2 separate regions of the Mus musculus genome follow, and region 2 is linked to region 1. The links are chromatin contacts, called in public Hi-C maps. All regions are on one chromosome and are shown on one strand. The core of a region is the stretch at or near the end of the contact, and the rest is flanking DNA. Distances in the headings are between cores, read along the strand shown. Region 1 overlaps Fsip1 (fibrous sheath-interacting protein 1). Region 2 holds the start of Fsip1 (fibrous sheath-interacting protein 1).

Region 1 (7,224 bases), core at 360-2,859:
CTGGCACTACCAAGGCCAAAACTTCTTTAGGACATTAAACTACAGGGTCAATCTCTGACCTTAGCCAAATAAGACCTTTCCCAACTTGCCAGCCAATAAGAAAAAGGACCTGACAAGGTGAGAGTGAGATGGCAAAGGGATAGATGGACACTCAGGCTTCTTTATGGGGACAGAGGAGAGCAGAACTCGCTGTCACCATGTCCCTCCACCTATGCAAACTTCCCAGCTCTGTTCTGTGAGAAGCAATCTGTGGTCCTCTCCTTTTGGACAAAATAGCTGGTTCTCAAAGGGATCTTCCTTGGCCCATGGTCTTTATCTCTCTTTTAAGAGCTTTAAAGCCTTTTACAGAAGAAGCCAGGACAGGAACACGGAGATGGACAAAGGAGGGACAGAGGAAGGAAGGTAAGGAGGGAGGGAGGGAGGGAGGGAGGGAGGGAGGGACGGACGGACGGACGGACGAGGGGAGAAGGCAGCACAGGAAGAGATGAGTTCTTTTACAGTGGAACAGCTTCCTTTGTCAGAGTGGAAGAAACATCTTGCTTTATACTCAGCAAAATGTAAATGCATACAAAATGTTCCCAAGTGATTATTTTTACATATAAATTATGATCAATTTCCATAAATTCTAATTTTAAAGTTATATATATATATATATATATATATATATATATATATATATATAAAATCTATGAGGGATGATAATTTGACCAGGAGCTGGAGAAGTGTATGAGCTAATGGGCAAGGGAAGCCTGCAGTCAATAAACAGAATGAAGTGAAGAAGCCCCACCCCCACCTTTTCCCACAAGGAGAAAACACTTATGTCTGAGTACCATCTGTGCTGCCAACCCTGTGGTCTTCAGTATTCACTTCACATTAACCCTAAGTTACCCACACCAAGACCTATTTAAACTCCAAGCAAAATACCTCGAGTGGGAAATGTTTAGCAACAGACATCACTACTCAGCTGAGAGTATCACAATTATATTCCTACACACTGGGCTCATCGACTCCTGTCCCCAAGCTACCTGAGTGTTTAGCATCATTTTACGGATGTAAAGAAGTCATTACTGAGTTCTGAATTACACTCTTGGTTAAAGAAAATACAGAAAGAAAAGAGAAAAAAAAGCATCCATGTCTTCAACTTTGGCTTTTAAATGAAGAGCTTAACCCCTCACACAACACAACAAAGCCTGCTACCCCATGGCAGTACTAACCCTCGATTTCAGGACTAGTTACAAGAAATTAAAGTGAAGAAGACATTTGGAATTTAGTGTGTAAGAATGTGCGCCAAAACATAATTAGTGCCTCCGAATGCGAGCAGGTGGATTAGACTAATTTGTGGAATGCTGTTGGAGAGACAGCCCACGGGAAGCTGGGGAGAAGAAAAGAAGGGCCCCGGTGTCTCAGCCACTTGGGATTCCTGCAGTGGATCTCACAGGGGAGGAAGGGGAGTGGAGCCCTGTCCTCCAGAGCCCTGGCCAGCATTACCCATTATGCCTGCTGGCATTATAGCCCTGGAAACCAGGGTCCAAGCAGCTAGGGCCAGGCTGTGTGCCTCGATCCGTTCGTTCCCAGCTTAATTTATATGATAATTAGAGTCTGCTGCCAGAAGCAAGAGCATCTGCCAAGAGTAAAGTCCTCAGAAAGCCAAACGGAGGCTGGTGTGTGCTGTGGTGCCATCCGAGTGCTGACTAAGAGCTTTCTTTTATCTCCTTTTGAAGCCATAAAGTGCCCTTCGCGTTATTACTAGCCGGGAATTTTTTTTTAACAGTCCCGCGCTGACAGCAGTGATTTAACACTTGCACAAAACAATAGCACTTCACGCCACTTAATAAACCTTTGGGCTGTGCGACTTCCAGCTTTCTTGCTGGCTGGATTTTCTGGTCTGGTAGCTCCCGAACAGTCTAGTATACAAGCCACAGAAAGTGTAAAGATGATGTGAGAAAGGCTGTGTTTGGGCCCTTGCAGATGCATTTGATGAATGAGGCACACTCCATGACCACAGGCTCACTCAAAGATGCTTCGGCCCACTTAACCCGCTGAGCTGAAATACTACAATAAGCCTCCGGGGAAGGATCAAGCTGAGAGCATGGTGGTTGGCCTAGCCCTACACCTAATTTTTCCCAAAACATCTGCCAGAGTAAGAATTAAGTGTCCTAACCACCTGTTCACGCTGCAGCCGCATGGTTGTCACACAGTTACCCTTCTCAGGAATGGATCTAGTCACCTTTCAAATATTTGAATACCAGGGGTGAGCAGCCTGGAATGAAATGATAGAGGCAACAAAGAGAGGCACTTTGCTTGGATAGACTCAAATAAAATCATGTTAAAGGAGGCATAAAATAGCCATGTTAACCGCACTCTCCTGGAAAGGAGGGAAGGGGGAAGGTGGGGGATGAGTGAGTCCTCTAAGTCCCTAGGGACTTGGAATTGTAATCTGAATAACATAAGTAATAATGGCTGTGCCACCTATCTGTGAGGTTGGCATGAAGATCATATCAACTGCAGGAATCATAAGGAAAAATTGGAAACATTCTTACCGCGTGCAGAGAGACAATAAAGCCAGGTGGTGGCTGGGCTCATTAGCTCCATTTAATCGTCTTACTTGTGTACACATAGCAGATCAGCACACTGTGTCAGTGAGATATACAATAAGTATTTGCCAAATCAATTACATTTCAAATCACAGGAGGATGCACATTTTGAGAACCATGATGTATTATAAAAATAAAAAGAATAGTTACACTTTACAAACTGCGTAATTTGTTTCACTCTGGCTCAAGGATTTTAGCAAGTAGCCATCTCCACGTAATCCGCTCATTCCGTTTACTGGGGGTTATCATTGGACATTCCTCAACCTGGGGTGGTTAAGAATACAGAAATCAAGTGTCAAACTTCAGGAATTGTGGGGAGTTCCTGCATTTGATCACACATCCTGTTGTAAAGACCTAAGTGAACCAATGAGAAGCTGAAGACATAACTAACGTGAGGAGGTAGAGGGTACAACCTCTCCAACAACTCTTTCCAGCCCTCTTGCCCAACATTTTATAGTGAGATAAAACCCACTGTCCGTGAGATGTACATCTTCCCAGCTGCCCTAGAAGGGCATACACTTGAGTCTGGTAGATCTCCACCTTACTTCAGTGTAGGCTCTGTCTCTCTAGCCTCTCCTGTGTCCGTGTTCTAACCTGCTTTCCTGAGGGGTGGGTGGTAGTCATGCCATTTATGCAGGCCCTCACTGGCCTTCTGGGGTAGTACCCTGACCAGGAGCACCAACTGGATGCCTGCTGCCTGCTGCAGCTGCCAAGCTCCAGACATGTGGCACCTGGTACCCAACTGCTCCTCCCCTGCTGTGTACCCCCACTCCCCTTAGAAGGGCACCGCAACCTCTACCTGCTATGTTTTCTTTCTTGCCTAGGATCTTCCATAATTAATCCTTCAAAAATCTTTCACTGCTGTTTATAAACCCACTAGTGACATGTTTCTGTCTTGTGCAGATTTTATTTTATTACCTTTTAGATATATTATTATTGTTGTTAATATTATTAGTGTGTGTGTGTGTGTGTGTGTGTGTGTGTGTGTGTGTGTGCATGCACATGCATGTTCAGGTATTCACAAACCACAGCATATGTGTGAAGGTCAAAGAGCAACTTTGGAGTCAGTTCTCTCCTTCCATTGTGGGCTCCTGGAACTGAATTTAGGTCAGCAGGCTTACAAAACAATGCCTTACTCAATGACCATCTCACTGGCCCTTGACTGTATCAGCCTTCCTGGTTAAAGTTAGTATTTCCACGTTATTTTCATGACAGTGGGTGCCCCTTCCACAAGGAAACTCCTGTGCTCAGAGGTGCCTCGGCCTCCGCAGGCGGGTGACTGACCTCTGCCTGAGCAGCTGGGCAAGGCCATGATTTGAAGGATGAGCTTAGGTCATGCTGTGTCATGTACAATTTTAGAAGATGTAAAGATTCAAGAAACAGCAATACAAGTGGCGCAACTGCTGCTTCTCAATTAGATGTGAACACTAAAAGCTGACGCAATCAATTAAAAAAAAAGGAGAGCTTTTTCTGTCACTTCTTGCTGTTGCTTATCTCAACCTTCGATTCTAGGAATGCAGCAAAGAGGAGATTAGCTGCAACCTTCAAAGCTAAAGCCAAGTACTTTAGCCGGAAGGTAATTAGCTGGAGGGGTGGGGTGGGGGGAGTCATTATTCAAAACACAGTCTAGAGGTGGCACAGAGCTCACACATAAAAGAAAATAAATACTTTGGAAAGATCACTTCAAAAAACCGCAAAGCAAGTCGCAACAGCCAAATACGTTTCTCACAGATGATTGTGGAAATAAGGCAGAAGGCAACACCTCAAAAAACTTTAGCATCAGAAAATAATAACCAGAATTAACATCTTGTTAAAGGTTAAATGTGGCACATTTACGACAGCAAGTATATGTTCTATGCACAGAAAGACAGCTTTTTGAAAGAAAGAACACCTTGATAAATAAATGTTCCAAGATACAAACTACTCATAAATTTTTGGAAACACATCCAAATTCTCTAGAGTCCAAAAATGTAAATTAAGGCATGACATCATCTTTTTTTTTTTTGGTTTTTCAAGACAGGGTTTCTCTGTGTAGCCCTGGCTATCCTGAACTCACTCTGTAGGCAAGGCTGGCCTTGAACTCAGAAATCTGCCTGCCTCTGTTTCCCAAGTGCTAGGATTAAAGACGTGTACCACCACCGCCCGGCTGGCATGACATCATCTTAAAACTCTCCGAGTGGCAAAAATAAAAAGAATCCAATGCAGGCATGTGCGCAGGCGTGGGCCTGGGTGCAGGTGTGGGTGCAGGCATGTGCGCAGGCGTGGGCGTCAGTGCAAGCACTGGGGCAGGCACGGGTGCAGGCATAGGTGCAGGTGTAGGGGTGGGTGTAGGTGTCATGGATTCTGGCACGCAGGTGTGAGCGTGAGTGTGGGCAAGGGCACAGGTATGGGCGTGGTTGCAAACTATGGTATGGCCTCAGGCAGGCATGGGTGCCCCTCTAAACACTGATAGAGAGAGGGCAGATCAAACCCACAAGCCCTGGAGGTTGACTTGCTACCACATTGCCAATTCTTTACATATCTACTCAAAGCAATTCCACTAAAGACACATCCTGCCGGCATGGTAGCTGAAGGCTGTGATTGTAGCACTTGGAAGGCTGAGGCAGGAACAGCCTCGCTTTAAGCCATCTGAGCTACACAGTGAGACCCTGAGTCAAAAAACTACAACCAAACTATAGCTCAGTGGTAGACATAGGGTTGATCTCTAGCACCAATAACTATAACTATAATAATAATAATAACACATAAGAAAATAATTACAACTATGTGCTCGTGCTATCATAATTTATAACAACAAAAACATTAAACATTATAGGAAATGAATCAAGAGTGGAATCACTCAGTGGTCACATAGTAACATAGTATCAAGTAGCCCACTGTCTATATTGTAAATATTGTATGTTTATTATTTTCCTAATGTGTGTGTGCACGGAAGTGTGTACTTGACTGCAGGTCTCAAAGGCCAGGGGTGTTAGATGCTTGTAACTGGAGTCACGTGTGGTTATGAGCTGCCTGCATTGAGTGCTTGGAACCCAGCTTGGGTCCTCTGCAAGCAGATACTCTTAACCACTGGCGATCTCTCTGTCCCCCTCCACGGTGTAGTATTAAATGAAAGAACAGCGCTATAAAATACATGCAACAATATGACCTAGGCTTTCCTAAATTTCAAAGAAAAATGGAAAAAGCAGAAGGAAGTAAAGAGGAATAGAGGAAAGCAAAGAGTAAAGGGCGTGTGTGTCTGTCTGTACATCTGTGTGTGTGTGTCTGTGTGTGTGTGTCTGTGTGTGTGTATCTGTGTGTGTGTGTGTCTGTGTCTGTCTGTGTCTGTATGTGGTGGAGTGAGTTTGTGGGGCACAAATAAGGAAAATGGCAGTCAGGATAATAGTAAGAATTAACAGTGGTCACTGAGTAGTTTTCCTTTTCTTTGTATTTTTCTAAGTTGCCAGATTCCCTAAAACATCATTTTTACCATGTAGATAAATCTGAATGGTAACTGTATTTGCACAAATACTTTACAACTGGAGAGAAATCTTTCATTAAATCTGCCTTCCTAAGTTTCTGAAATGGTTGTCTGTTGTTTCGAGTTAGGCACTGGGGAATTTATTATTATTATTATCATTATCATTATTACAAAGTGGATCTAGTTACAAAGAGAAAGAAGAAGAAAACAAAAGGAAGGGAGGAGAGGAAAGATGAAAGGGGGACAGGGAGGGAGGACCGGAAGGAGATCTCGGGAGCAGGGGCAGGCGGGAGAAAGAGAGCGAAGCCTCCTGCACACCCAGAACCCCTTTAAAACATTTAATGCTCCTGGGGAAGCAATGTAGTGGCAGTGGGGCCTAAAACACCACACCCAGAAGCAGATGCTGGTTGGTCAAGAGTTAACACCCTCTGGAATACCTCATGCGTCACAGGACCTGGGATTAACAATGGTCGTCCCATTAGCAGGCAGCACCTAAAGAAGTGCTGTTCAAACAGCTTCAGAGGCAAACCCAGATCCAACTCACACGGAGCCCACTCCCAACAAGGGGAAGGAGGACAGCCTGCTAAGCTCCCCCAGAGTCATCTGTTCTCATCTCTCCCAGCTAAAGGAAGGGAAAGGTTTATAACAGCACAATGGTTTAAAAGAAAAAAGTTGACAGATCCCCAGCCTGTTGGGTAGACACTGTGATTGAATAACTTTAAAAAGGTAGATTCATCTTACCTCTTTCTATACCTAAAAGTTAAATTCGGAGCATTCTTTCTCTCCCAAGGCTCCACACGAGGTTTCAGTAACCACCAGACTTCAATTTCCATCCTTACCCATCTGTTGTAAAGATCTAATCTAACAGCCCAGTTCAGACACACTTTGAAAGTGTATAGTTACAAACACTGCCACGGGATGTTTTCCTCGTGTCAGAACCTTCTAGAAATTTACTTGAACGAGGCTAGTTCAGACCAGGACATGCTGTGTGGCTCACAGGCTACATTTCAGAGACAGTGCAAAATCAACATAATGCATTTACATATTTGAGGTACGCTGGGCTAACTATGACCACAGTGCTTTCTTTTTACCTTCTTAACTACTGGGAGATTTCAAGTGATGCATTTGATTGCATTTGTGGGGGACCGTAGTGGCCTGGGACGTTCCTCT
Region 2 (6,844 bases), core at 3,691-6,190, 53 kb after region 1:
CAAACAAAAAGACCTGTGTTTTCTATGAACTTCACACTTCATAGCATTTAACATTAATGCAAGTATCTAAAGAGCCATGTAAATACACGTGCTAGTATTAAAATTTCTAGAAACGTAGGGCTTTTAATGAAGTGCAATTTAATTGCAAATTAAATTTACTAATAGTTCACCAAATCAATACCATTGCCCCACAGTCTGGGGAAGAGTTGAAACTGGCCCTGAGGAGCCCCGCCCAGGCACTGCTCTCTGCTGTCCACAGCAGTTGCCTCCCTGTGTAGCTGCTGAGAAATCTTAGTGACTCAGACATGCCTATTTTGAGTGAGATGTGTCTCTAATAAGAGCCTTCGATGAGACTCACATGCCTAGGTTAGTCTTAGTTTCCTACTGTGTTCCAGCTTCCCTTTACACTTCAGCAAAATTCATTCTGAAAACAGCAGTTTGGCCCAGCTGTGTATTCCTGAGAGAGGGAAAAAAGGGACATTTATGGAGGGGTCAAGAGAAAGACAGCTTGAAAAACTCTGAAACCTGCACAGGTGATAAGAGTCACACTAGAAGCAGATACACCCCAGGGAGAGCTGAGTTCTCAAGGGAACTCTCTCTATGGAAGGCTGCCCACTCCAGCCCTCCAGCCCCAACCACCGGCAGTACCCACATGCTCAGCACTCTGTCATAGCAATGGGCAACCCTAGTACCAACCTCAAGGGCAGAAGTATTAGCACATATGCCACTAAGTGGGAAACTGACTAGTGTGCCACTCTCTTCATGACAAGCGGCAGAGCCTCTGTTGCTAGGCACCCCGTACACCAGGAGAGCTGGCCAAAAGCTCTGGGGAATTCTGTCTCCAACCCCTTTGCTTCACCAGAAGAGCACTGGACTTCCAGATGTGGAAGCTAAGATTAACCTAGGCATGTGAGTCTCATCGAAGGCTCTTATTAGAGACACATCTCACCACACCCAGCTTTCTGTGGTTCTGGGGTCCTCATGACAAGTACTTTATACCTCCTGAGGCATCTATCTCTTACTACTGGATCATTTTCACAGTAGATGCCAGTGGGTGTATATTAGATATTGGAATACAAAGTTTCCTTATGAAGCCAAACAGCGCATAAACCTTAGCAAAGTTTGGCGTAGATTTTTAAAAATACCCAATAAGAAACAAGAGGGGAGACAAAAGAACTGCATGTGCTCTTTATGAACAATCTACAGCAACGCCATTTGTACAGTGCTAATTGTAGTGGCCGAGAGTTCAGTCCCTTTCCAAGCAGATTACCTTGACAGACCCTGGTTCTGGTGTGAGCACCTCCAGAGAACCATTTGAACTTCGGCTCCCAGGACGTGATCTTGAACTTGAGGCTGGTTTTGAAATTCCGTCTAGGTTCCCCTTTATAATATCCATTGGCATCCTAAACCAAGCCAAAAGAAGCAAGTGACTTAGAGCTCTGAATGGCTTACGAGTCAATCTATGCTTACATCCATTTACTGAGAACCTATTCACTACCAAAGTCACACACATACGCACTCGGCAATGTCATCAAAGGAATCCTACATACGTGGATTACGAGTCAGATGCTGATAGCAACTGGGGAGGAAGGCAGATGTGAATGTTGTCTCACTGTCTCTATGCAGGGAAAACAAGCCAACAAACAGACACGCCATGTCCTCGCTCTTCCCCACAAGAACACTCCCGCCACCTCTCCCAGCCAAGACCTGCTCCATCATGATGGTTTGCTAAGGTCTCCTGTCTCCCTCCTCCTGAGCTGACTCTCCCTCCTCCAGTCTTCCTGTTCCACATAAGCCTCAGCCAGCGGGTCTTCCCATCCAACCCTGATGTCTCTCTCCTTCAAGCCACATTTCCTGGAGCCCCTTCCTCCACAGCACTGCCCTCTCTTAATCAGCTCTCCCCTCCGAAAACCCACAGCTCTACTTCTGACTGGCGCAAGAGAATAAAACTTATATCCTTTAACTAGAAGACAGACCTGCATTATGAAGCTGTACTGTGTCCATTTCCTCCTAATTGCTTTATGCAGGACACTATCACAGACTTGTCCTGACCCTAGCTACTTTGTGTCTAGTGTGGATTTTGGAAGTGAGGCTAGCTTAAACTAGGCAGAACAGCTTAAATTGGAAGAAGACAAAGATTGCAGACATATCCTTCTTGATAGATGCCCTTGATAGAGACCGATTTAGACATGCCTGGTGAGTGTGGGACAATATGCACACAGTGAACTAGAAGAAACTGCAAAGATTCCAGCTTAAATATGAATGGATATCTCCTGCCAAATTTTTTCTAAATGCTCGTCATTACATGAAGCATTAGCTTGTTATGTCCTTCTTCTACGAAGTGGCTTGTCTTTCGTGCTATTCGGTGGAACACAGACTCAGAGTCCAAAGAGGCCTTGCACACAGAAAGAAGGACAAACATGAAGAAGCTGAAGCATCTCTTGGACACACTGAGGAATAACAGGGTTGCCCTCCAACTGCCCAATGTGCCGATGCTTCCACTTCAGAGAACAGTCGGTCCACTCTTCCCACTCGGCAACTGAAAAAGGCATTGATGTCAACATTGTTCACACTCTGTAAAAGTGTCTGGGCTCACTCAGGAGAGGCCTGACAGTGTTATTGTGGGATGATGGATCACCCTGGCCCCGGCACATCACCACCAAAAAGCGTAAGTCACTAAAAGGCCAAATGTCTTTTCCATGCCCTATGCTTCCTGTCAAGGAGGACTTACTGCAGCTTGAGAGGAGTGGGGAGCTGGAGGGATGTGGCAGAGCCAATATAATACATCTCAAAAAAGGCCAAGCACGGGGACCGAGCCATGATGTGGATCAGCTAAGACTCCGGAAACCTTTCCATCTGTTTCAAAGGCTGCTCGGCTGCTATTAGGCTTCCTCAGAAACATCGCAAATTAAATAAACCACGGTTCACAGGAAATGTAACTGACAGGCTATCTGTGTATTTGGCCATCTGGAAAAGAAATCGGAATAAAGACCATTGAAATGGGATCTGATAGGTGTATTGTGTGTTTAAGAAATCACTTGTCACACAGAAACTCCATATGAAAAATGAAGAGCTGTACAAGAAAGCAGCCACACGATGTGCACCAAGTTGCATGTGCCCTGAGAATGGATTTACCAACTGCCATGTCTTCCCTGAGGATGTGGGATGGGAGACAGGATCCAAAAGGAGGGTGTAGAAGAATCTAGCCAAGTAGGACATCAAAGAGGGAATCCAGGAATTGATAAATCCAAACAATAGTAAATAAAGCATAATATTTAAGAGTTCAAGGTGGCTGCCTCCAGAAGATGTGACTGGGAACTGCTCAGTTATTTCTTCCATTCTGAATTTTATACCACAGTTTAACATTTGGACCATATCATTTTAATAAAAGTAAAAGCAAAATTTAAAAGTAATGAGTCAATATAAAATATGCAATCTTCCAAGGCCTGGAAGGAAATGCAAGGATAGCTTGCAAAGAAATCAATGATATACTAAGCCAGCGTGGTCCTCACTTGGTAGAACTGTTTGGGAAGGATTAGGAGGAAGTGGTATTTCATGGGCAGAGGAAGCGCCTCCTGAAGTATCAATAGACTCTCAGCTTCCCACTTAGCTCTGCTTTCTACTTTCAGATCAAGATGTGGGCTCTCAGCTGTTTCTGCTTCCGTGCCTTTGCTCCGCCATGATGGACTCTAAGCCTCTGAAGCTGTAAGTCAATTGAAGGCGTTCTTTTATAAGACTCTGGACTAGGAAAGCAGTTGGATGCTGATGAAGAGCTTAAAGAGCATCCTGGTGGGAGGTTAGAAGGCAATAATGCTGAGAGCAAGGCAGACTGCAGAGGCCTACGGACCTCAGGCCATTTCAGGGGAAAACAATACTAGCACCTGGGCGACAGAAGGACAGAACATTCCTGTATTTGGCAAAGAAAGTGGCTGCTTTCTGCCCTTGCCTTAAACATTTGCCTGAGGCAAAACTGAAAAACCATGGATTAGTTTCCTTGGCAGAGAAGATTTCAAGACATGGCTCTCTGACTCTGTTGCATGGTTATTAGTAATCATATCCCGGTCTTATGGAGGTCTACAATAAAAAGGGAAACTGGGACAAAAAGAAATTTTTGTTTTATACATTTCCTCATTTAATGAAACACAGTGCACCAAAAGAATCAAAATTAAAATACCAGTTACTTTATGCTATTCAGTGAAGTAGAGATGTGACCAGATTCTAATGGTAACAAATAACTGCTCATACACGCCAACGTTTTATTACATTTTTTGATCAGCTCGTGTAGATAGTACACGTCCGGTGTGATGAGGCAAAACTGGTTGTGTCTCCAGATTGTTTGCTCCCTGTCTTATTGTCTGAAAGGCCTATTCATAGTCCCCAGGCTGGTGGATGCCCAAAGGTATCTACCTATACGTTTGGTTTACATTTCTTCCATTGGGAAAGCTAAGTCCCAGATCAATGTTTACAAACCCTCTCTCTAGTCTCATTTTTCCTGTGCCACTTTTAAGGACTATGCTACTGACTAGTGCTCCAGACCTCAGTGGGAAGAAGGCTCGTAAGGATGCACTAATGCAGAAAGAGTTTTCAGCAGAGATCACGCCTCTGCCCGGGCAGTAGCTTCTGAGACTCCCAGACATAGCCACGCCCCTGTGGCCACCCCATGCTGGCCTGGGCGAACAGGCCACACCCACAGCCCTCGGGGACAGAGTCCGCCCTCTCACCCTCCTCTGGCACATCAGGCCACACCTCCACCTCGCCCTCTGCCGTGGCCAGCGGCTACCAACCTCTGCCCGTGGTGCGTGCGGCCCCTCAACTTCTCGGTGGGGAAGAAAGCTGGACGCCTAGACACTGACTCTCTCCACTTCCCTTCGAAGGGGACCGGTTTTTCCCGCCACCGCCTCCTCTGTGAAGATGAAAGAGGCAGCAGGAGACCGCTGTCTCAAAGAACGCTGTTGCCCTGGCAACTAGAAGCGCGCAGATCACAGTCTCGCGATAGGTTTAAAGGTCCCGTACCTTCAAGAATTGGGTATTGAAGCCGGGCGTGGTGGCGCACGCCTTTAATCCCAGCACTTGGGAGGCAGAGGCAGGCGGATTTCTGAGTTCGAGGCCAGCCTGGTATACAGAGTGAGTTCCAGGACAGCTAAGGCTACACAGAGAAACCCTGTCTCGAAAAAAGCAAAAAAAAAAAAAAAAGAATTGGGTATTGGGGACCGGAAGTTACAAGAAGACTGCTGTCCTGGTTGGGATTGGAGGGGGTGTGACTGTGGCCCTCCTATAACCTTCTTTTCAGTGAATGTTCTGGGTGGGAATGGTTTGTTCATATTCAGGTTGGCCTCTGGAACGAGGATCTCCATGTTTACATAGCTCTCACCGGCTACTAGAATGTTCTACCGACCAGGTGTCCTCTCAGATCAGTTACTTCCCATATCACTATCCTCTCTTCCTTGCAAGACTGATGTGCAACTCAAACAGATCTCGTATGTGAAGGTCTTGTAAAATTTGGAGAGCTGTGTGAGTGTGTGTGTGTGTGTAATACATGTGTATATAATAGCAGTGTGCATAAAGTATAATGTATAATACAGTGTATATATACATATGCGTATATATACATATACGTCCTGTAAAGACTGGGCTGTAGTAGAATAAGAAGGATTATGATGGCAGTATATACCTCCACAGCTACCAATCATTTCTCTGTGTACAGTGCATTAGGGCTCATTGCCTGGATCACCAAACTGATGCTCTTTCTTCATTCTCAGTACCGCGCAACCTCTGCTGCGTTTCAGTCTGAATTGCCCTTGGTTGTTTACAAGGTATTTTCATACTCAGAGCCCCTTTATCCTCATGCTTTGGGGTAAATACAGTGTTTCTCTGGTCTTTTTTCATCAGAGCAAATAAGTATGACTTGAGTTGCCCAAAGATCACAGCTACAAGTTAAGATGGTGCTGAGGGCAAAACCCTGGCTGTGAATACCATCTGGGTGCTATTGATCCTTTGTTTCGGACTCCAGGTCAAATGACTCCCTTGAACCTCATAAGGCATGAGAACCCTCGCAAACTAAGCAGATCAAAATCAAGCCACTTTTCTATAGTCCCCTCTCCCCACTGCAGCCCTTCCTATACCGTCTTCCCCACACCATTCTCCCAGGCTCAGCTCAGCACCTTTGGTACCATCCTCAAGTCGGACATGCTACCAGACCTGCATTCAAGTGTATCTGAATCCAAGTGTTCCTCATATCTGCAAGGTTCCCACCCTCAATTAGATGTTTGTGATACTCTACTAGTAGTTTCCTCAGTGGGAGCTTCCCTTGCACCTCCTGTATACTGAAGGACAGTATCCTACAACGTGTGTTCAGAACCTCAGCCAAATCCTACCAGCCCTCTGCTCCAGGCTCTCCATGACTCTCCACTTAGCGGCCTTTCAATGCCCACAGGTCCTGAATGACCAAACTGTTAACTTACATGTATACACATACATACATGCATACACATACATACACACAGACATATAGACATTTTAAGAAAAAGAACGAAAGAATAATGAGTTCAATTCACAGTAAGTCCTTACCATCACAATTCCCAACCCATGGTATTGATTAAATTACTGGAAGATTTGCATGCTATATGAAAAAAAATGAATGGCTAGACTGGGGATGTGCCTCAGTGGTAGAGTGACTAGTTAGTATGTTAGAGAGCCTGTGTATGATCTTGTGCAGTCCCAAAGGGAGGAAAAAGAAGTTCCTAAGACTGCCTTCCAAAAGTGGACTCTAGATACTGAGAGAAGATTGCATATTTGCTAACAGTCAAAGCACAAAATGTTCCAGCAAATAAACAACTGAAAGTCT

The links. A called contact is a pair of places that touch in the nucleus more often than the background predicts.
Region 2: a Hi-C map of neural progenitor cells shows a contact between it and region 1, with 1.8 times the contacts expected there. The contact joins the promoter of Fsip1 here to the enhancer-like site in region 1. A contact is called at or near these places in 18 of 39 promoter capture datasets (the 3T3-L1 cell line, 3T3-L1-derived adipocytes, the C10 cell line and 13 more), 10 of 15 datasets of contacts at CTCF or cohesin (CD8 T cells, the G1E-ER4 cell line, the NIH/3T3 cell line and 6 more), 186 of 484 Hi-C or Micro-C datasets (the 3T3-L1 cell line, 3T3-L1-derived adipocytes, 8-cell embryo and 100 more), 31 of 115 datasets of contacts at active chromatin or transcription factors (the 230-238 cell line, CD8 T cells, the NIH/3T3 cell line and 21 more) and 4 of 9 other capture datasets (adipose tissue, embryonic stem cells, embryonic tail and 1 more).

Annotation. Positions count from the first base shown.
Region 1 is chr2:118,202,317-118,209,540 of GRCm38.p6, forward strand. The region is part of intron 10 of Fsip1 (fibrous sheath-interacting protein 1); the gene reads right to left. Among named protein-coding and RNA genes, the nearest start is that of Fsip1, 51 kb to the right of the region's middle. Within about 2 kb of position 1,610, at least 61 of the 459 cell types and tissues checked have an H3K27ac peak or open chromatin away from gene starts, as enhancers often do. A contact at or near this core is called in PVALB interneurons, astrocytes, brain and 15 more, where this site is marked.
Region 2 is chr2:118,252,016-118,258,859 of GRCm38.p6, forward strand. Fsip1 (fibrous sheath-interacting protein 1) reads right to left here and starts at 4,941. Exons shown (of 12, transcript NM_001374672.1): 1 at 4,785-4,941; 2 at 1,271-1,403. The coding sequence starts at 1,402.